2 separate regions of the Zea mays genome follow, and region 2 is linked to region 1. The links are chromatin contacts, called in public Hi-C maps. All regions are on one chromosome and are shown on one strand. Each heading gives the region's core, a stretch centred on a gene start, on an enhancer-like site or on the middle of the called end of the contact. The rest is flanking DNA. Distances are from core to core; before and after follow the strand shown.

What was found. A called contact is a pair of places that touch in the nucleus more often than the background predicts.
Region 2: a Hi-C map of an unstated tissue shows a contact between it and region 1, with 3 times the contacts expected there. The contact joins the enhancer-like site here to the promoter of LOC100282439 in region 1. A contact is called at or near these places in 4 of 25 Hi-C or Micro-C datasets (endosperm, leaf, root tip and 1 more).

Annotation. Positions count from the first base shown.
Region 1 is chr3:200,213,159-200,216,356 of Zm-B73-REFERENCE-NAM-5.0, reverse strand. LOC100282439 reads left to right here and starts at 1,734. Exons shown (of 17, transcript NM_001155350.1): 1 at 1,734-1,763.
Region 2 is chr3:200,346,340-200,349,537 of Zm-B73-REFERENCE-NAM-5.0, reverse strand. LOC100383445 (CPP transcription factor) reads right to left here. Exons shown (of 8, transcript NM_001176095.1): 7 at 1,719-2,174; 8 at 897-1,282. The coding sequence ends at 1,104. Among protein-coding and RNA genes, the nearest start is that of LOC100276610, 9.3 kb to the left of the region's middle. Within about 2 kb of position 1,492, at least 2 of the 20 cell types and tissues checked have an H3K27ac peak or open chromatin away from gene starts, as enhancers often do. A contact at or near this core is called in endosperm, where this site is marked.

The sequences.
Region 1 (3,198 bases), core at 485-2,984:
CAAGCGATTGAAGGAGATGCGATTTCGGGTGTGAGATGAGAATTGAATGCCCTTGTTTGGAGTTTGGTCGGCTGAGAAATCGTGGAGAGAGCAGAAGTAATGAAGAGAGAGAGAGAGAGTGTGGGGGGTATTTAAAGGATCCTCCAAAAGCTGACAGCCGTTGGGAGAAAAGAACAGAAAACCGGTTGAACGGTTTGTAAACCGGTTGAACCGGTTTCCACCAGGAAGATCTCGGTTCACTGATCTACTCAGCCGGAGACTCGACCAGATTCAAAACCGGTTGAGCCAGGAAAAAATCCGATTGAACCGGTTTTCAAAAAATATCTGCACACGACTTTTCTGACAGCTCTGACTGTCAGACTGGTCAGAGCAGAGGTGGCAGAGAAACAGTCCAGAAACCGGTTGAACCGGTTTCAGGTCCGGTTGAACCGGTTTTTGAAGCTGAAGAGCAAGTTTTGAAAATTCTGAAGTGAACCAAGGTGGAACTTTTGTGGGGAGTAAGAGTGGTTTTTCAAAAGGCATTCATGATCTAGAAAAGTGTTCTCTTAGATGATTTTGAAGGAATTTGAATTGAGCTCATTGCATAACTTACTTAACATATTGCGGATCCCTCTTAATTGAACAACGTTTTCTATAACTCAAGAATTATAAAATGAATATTGTCGTTGTTTCCAAGCACTTGGAGCACGCCATATGATGTAGAATTTAAATCCGCTATGCTTTACATTTTTATGCTCATAAGATCTGTGTTTCTCCTGTCTGTAGAATAACTGTGTACATGCTAGGAGCAAACTTGTTAGAATCTCTGTTTGTTTTGTCATTTAATCACTAAAACTCTCAATTACGGTTGATTGCACTTACAAGCTCGCATCTATAAAAAAAATCATTTTGGTTAAAATCGTTCAAAATCAACATAAACTTAGAATCGGTCGAGTCGTCAAGATAGTCGGAATCCATCACTTTATAGATCCCGAACCCTTGACCACTTCATCTTCCTCCATATGTAAGAGCAACTCCAAAAGGATGTTAAAAAATTTACCCCAAAAATTGATTATTAAGAGCAGACTAAAAAATTTTAAGAGTGAATTATGATGGTTACTCCAACAGTTTCTTTAAATGTGACATGTGGCGCAATCTGTACAGTCGTCGGGAGGTCGTAGATGATCTGATACGTTGAGGAATGGATTGGGGAGAGATGAAACACACCAAAATATAAGGGAGATGGGGCTGTGGATGCGGCACGCTATTTTTTTGGGAAGAATGAGGGAGCTGTTAGAGTAAGAAAAATTATTATTCTTTACTAATATCTGTTTTGAGGTTAGTTTACACGTTCTTTTGAAGTTGCTCTAATTTCCACGATATTTAGATTTTTTCACAGTCAGATTCTTTTTACAGTTAGATTCTAGTAAAAAAAACTGAACGGAGTATTCAAAGGGAACTACGAATTTTGTGCCCCATCTGGCGATGGAAAATTCGCCATTGAAATCCCTGGTGGCAGAGCCCGAGCAGCGACCGCCGAGGTTGAGACTTGAGAGACCTATGAAACCGCGAGGCGCCGCACACCAACCAACCCCCGGGCTGCCCGTAAATGCGGACACAGGCGTGGGGGCGCGGGGCGGTGGCGCGCTTGATGACGCCATTCAATCGCCGCGCGGCCCACGCCTCTTCTCCCCACCTGCTCCGCGCCTGCTCATCCGCCTCTTATACCATCGCTCTCGCTCGCCTCCGACGCCACTTCACCTCTTCTGCTTCCTTCTCCCCAGGTCGGCTATTCCACTTTCTCGTCTCTCTTTTTGTAACTTCGTTTTCAGTTCAGCGCCGGATGTTCGTCGTTCTGGCACGAGGACGTACCACTTGTGCTGTCAAGTTTCGGCGACTCCTGGCCGAAGCTGGCGAGGCGAAACTTAGATTTCTATGTCACGATTTGGCAGAACGGAAGGTGTTCGCCGTTTCGCCTCTGCCGCTCAGCGGATGCCTTGCGTAGAAGGTTGTAGGTGTAGTTGCGACTGCGGATCAACGAGATTGATGATCAGTTTTTTTCTTAATGCATAAGCGGTCCAATTGGGCAGCCTATGGTCGAAATTGTGGAGCAGTGAAGCACTGGGCGTAAAAATGGGTTGTCCTGTGCTCCTAGTGGAGTAGTGGTTTTGAAATTGCCTTTTTGTGTCTCAGGGTGTAACACGAACACGACCATGGTGTTCGGGCAGGATTCTCATAGGTTTGCCTGTGTTATTAGGTATCTTTAAATTGCCGTCAGTGGCGGAGGACAAAAGAAAATTAAGGTATGGCTAGCTAGTAGGGGAAAAAAGAAAAAAATATTGTGCACATGGAAATCAAACAAGCAACTTGATGTCTCATACGCTAAGGATTAACCACTGCACCACATGCATCCTATTGTTTATAAAAGGAAGGTATGAAGATTTTAAAAATTTAGGCATGCCTGATGCCATACTCAGCCATAATGGCTCCTCCGCGGCTGAGTTCATCACAATGACATCACATCTTCACAAAGCTCAAGTCTTGATTTTAGTTCGACCTACTGTGCGAAAGCATGATAGATTTACCAGTAAGAAGTTCAGGGTACCTTTGTTCTCGTTCTCTCTAGATGCTTTACTCTTTAAAACATCGATATTGTACCATGCAAGGAAATCAAGTTGGATAAATCTCATCTTACCAATCCCGGCGCATGGCACACACTTGCAAATGGTCTCCTTGCCCTTCTTCCTGAAGTAGCTGACCACTCCCGTCCCCTGGTAGCTCCGGCACTTGCCTGTCCACTTGTACGAGACCGTCTTGCATTCCTACAGCCCAAATTCACACATCCCAAACTCATTACCTCGCTCAAACCCGAGCCGCCAAAAAATAACACAGAAATTGAAGACATAATCAAATACTCACGCGCATAATCAAATAAATACTCACGCGCTATCTTTTTGTGCGCGCCGTCGCGCGGGCAGTCTCAGCCAGTCAACCTGGGCGGTGGCCGCCGGCCGCCGGGCGGGACAAGCAGCCATGCGGGGGCGGGACAAGCTCACAAGTCACAAGCAGAACTGCAGAAGCAGCTGGGCCACCGGACGGGACAAGTACTCAAGCAGTCAAGCAAGCAGGAAGCAGTGGCAGCCGGGCGGGTCGACGGGACAAGCAGCCGGCCGCCGGGTGGGCGGGACAAGCCGCCGGGCGCGCGGGACAAGCGACCGT
Region 2 (3,198 bases), core at 243-2,742, 130 kb before region 1:
GTGGAGAATGAGAAATGATTTTATGCATTAGTAGAATTTGTTTATACTCTGTAACTTACATGACACTTTTCGTCTCACTCTTCTATATTAAAAATGTAGCACATAAATATCTCTGATATGATGTTAATAATAATATACAAATATATTTTTCATAATACTGAATTAGCTTAATTGATATATGACTAAATTAATATTATTAGAATGGAATTCAATTCCAATGATCCAAACGGGACGTTAAGGCAAACAGGAGAATTATTTAAGCATTGTAGTTACGCACAATTGCTCGATCCACCACGGCTCCTGTGAGTTTCGGATTGATTTGTTCATATTATCTGCAGGAAAGAATTTCTGAATAACATCAACAGCTCAGTATCTCGGATCCTGGGACTGTAATAACCTTTGCAGGCGACAGTAGACAGCAAGCGCTCTGTAAAGTAAAGGACTCTCTGCAAGCGCCGAATGCAATTATGCAATGTAACTGTCTAATAAGAACACACCCGGATTCTTCCTCAACTGAATGCTTCGGGCTTCGGCTTATTCAGTTTCATCTGAAATCATGGAAACAAAGAAAAGATGCCAACGAGTTCCAGTAATGGCCAGCGGTGAATGTGGGTGGCCATTATGATTATCTCTCGGGTTATCAATCAAGTATCACAATGGCAGCTGCAAGTTGTAGAGCCATGGAATCGATGTAGCACCTGTTGGGGCTACAACGATCTGCGAGTTAAAAATAACACCAGTGCAACAATGACAGCTGGGCTCATCTCTGCAGTATTGCCCTTTTCTTCCTTTTGACTTCTTTATTTTCAAATAAGCACCCACCAAGCTACATCTTGGCTCGAACCAGGTGGGTGGAAAATGGGAAAAGAAAAGAGAGAAAATACAATGAAGAAAATATTACAAGGTTGGCATTTATTACTAAACTAACTATCCAGATTCCAGCATTACACTTATTCTGACCAATGAGAAAAAATTGGAATTCTCTAACATCTAAATTATCTATCAAGACTGATACATGTATCTGATCAACATGTTAATAGGGTGAAAATACTATTCCCTTGATCCTTGCAACACCCCAAGTAAAAATCTGGAACGCCAAGGCTTCAGTTTTTGTCCAAAAGGCCAGTAACAGGTTTTCCAGCAACAAGATGACTGCTGGAACTCTGTGGATATGTTTTTACAGCAGGCACATCTACTTTTGAATATGGTACTTGAGAAACACCATTTACCTGTCCAGGATGACCAGATGTTTCAGATTTGATTGCCATGGAGTACCTTTCCTCTGCAGGGGAGAATAATCAGGATTAAACTCATCCTAGTCTTGGAAAACAAACAGAAAAGGACATTATCTCACCACACAATATACGCTCTAGCCTTCCTAGGTTTACTAATGGATTCTCAGTTCCCAGATAAAATAGAAGACCATGTAAAACCACTCATTCAGATGGATCCATATTATGCAATAGAGAGAGAGAGAGGACAGAGTGACAGACCCGATGCCAGAGGCTCCTACATGAAATAGGGTCTGAGAAAGGGATAAAATGAGGCCAGACTTCCCATATTATGTAATGCTGGCAAATATAACACTCTTATTTTTTATAATAAAATAAATTGCACAGTAGGGCCCTAATGTATTTCCCGGCCCCTCATAAAACAATCACTGACGTGAAGTAACAAGTTAGTAATTAGCATGGTGAATAAGAACATATTCGGTGTACCTTTCATTCTTCCGTATCTCACAAACTTGCGGAGGCAATCCCGGAATTCTGTCAGCACAACGTTTTCTTGTTCTGCATACAGTGCAGATTGGTTATGGTTGACAATTACTGTCTGCTGAGGAGCAGCATTTTGAGAAGTCGTAAACATTGTATCTTGTTCGTCACACATTTTCTCAAATGCTTCTTCATCACACATCAGTGCTAGTGTTCCAGGAGACATAGGTCTATGGGTCTTATGATCATCAACGCAGTTAGGTCTGGATTCTTCTATAATAGCTTTGCCCGTATGAGTTCCTCTGCTTGAATGGTCATCAATTGGTGCTTTTTGATCTTGATCTTGATTATTTCCTTCTCTATCATGGTTTGTCAATGCTAGGGAACCTACCCTGTCATCTTCCTTCTGCCCTCCGATTTCATCTTCCTTCTCGCCGACCCTCTCTTCCTTCGTTTTCTGACCTGTTATTTTAATGAAAAAACAATGAGCAGCACATAACCATCCAATTAATGCCCATTTAACCATCTCGTGGACTATGTTTATAATACTCTATGGTGTTCTCTCTTAACATACAATAGTGCATACTTGCAGGTCTAGGGAGGGGGGAGGGATAAAATAGTGCTACATGTAAGTAACGGGCTCTGTTCTTAAGGCGACGCCTAGGCGTCGCCTAGGCGTCCGGGCGGTGGTCTAACGCCTAGGCGCCTTGCCCGCCTACCTCGCCTAGGCGTCGCCTAGGCGCCGCCTAGGCGTCCGGGCGGTGCTCCAACGCCTTGGACCGCCTTACCGCTTTAAAAACCATGGTAACGGGTGTGTCCATACTTATATTGATAAATAAATATAACAAACCCCGCTCATGTGGAAGCATCGAGAACTGGGTCTGCTCCTTTTATTAAAAAAAAACTCGACCTAGGGGATAAGATAGACCACGGGCACTATATTTAAAAAAAGACATTCTCATGCAAGTCGAGAAAACCCCTGAACCCTGCCCTACCCATACATAATGGCACCGTAGCCCATGTGAGAAACGACCAAGACCGGACTTTAGACCTATGCTTTGGCGTGTGACAGACGAGAGGATTTTTTTTAACCAAACCTAAAATTCGCTCCCACGGGGAGTCAAACTCAGGACCTAAAGAGTGTTTTTCAGACCACCTAACTAACTCGGCTAGAGGCTCTTTCGCGATCTGCCCCTTTTATTGAAGGACAGAAGTGTACATATGCAGTGAAACGCGCATTGATGATGTGAGAAACAGAAAGTGTGATTGTACATATGAACATATCAACTGTTTGCCAACTCTTGTGCTGTTTCAACAGGAAAAAGACGAACAGTAACCGTGACCATGAAATGTAGCGCTTAGTAACTTATAGAGTCATAATATAACAGTATATATTAGAGGTAATAGCTGCACATCCAATAAACCCAAATAACTCAATAACAATAAGTATATCACATAATTTTCTGCGTGAAGAATGAAGCATTAA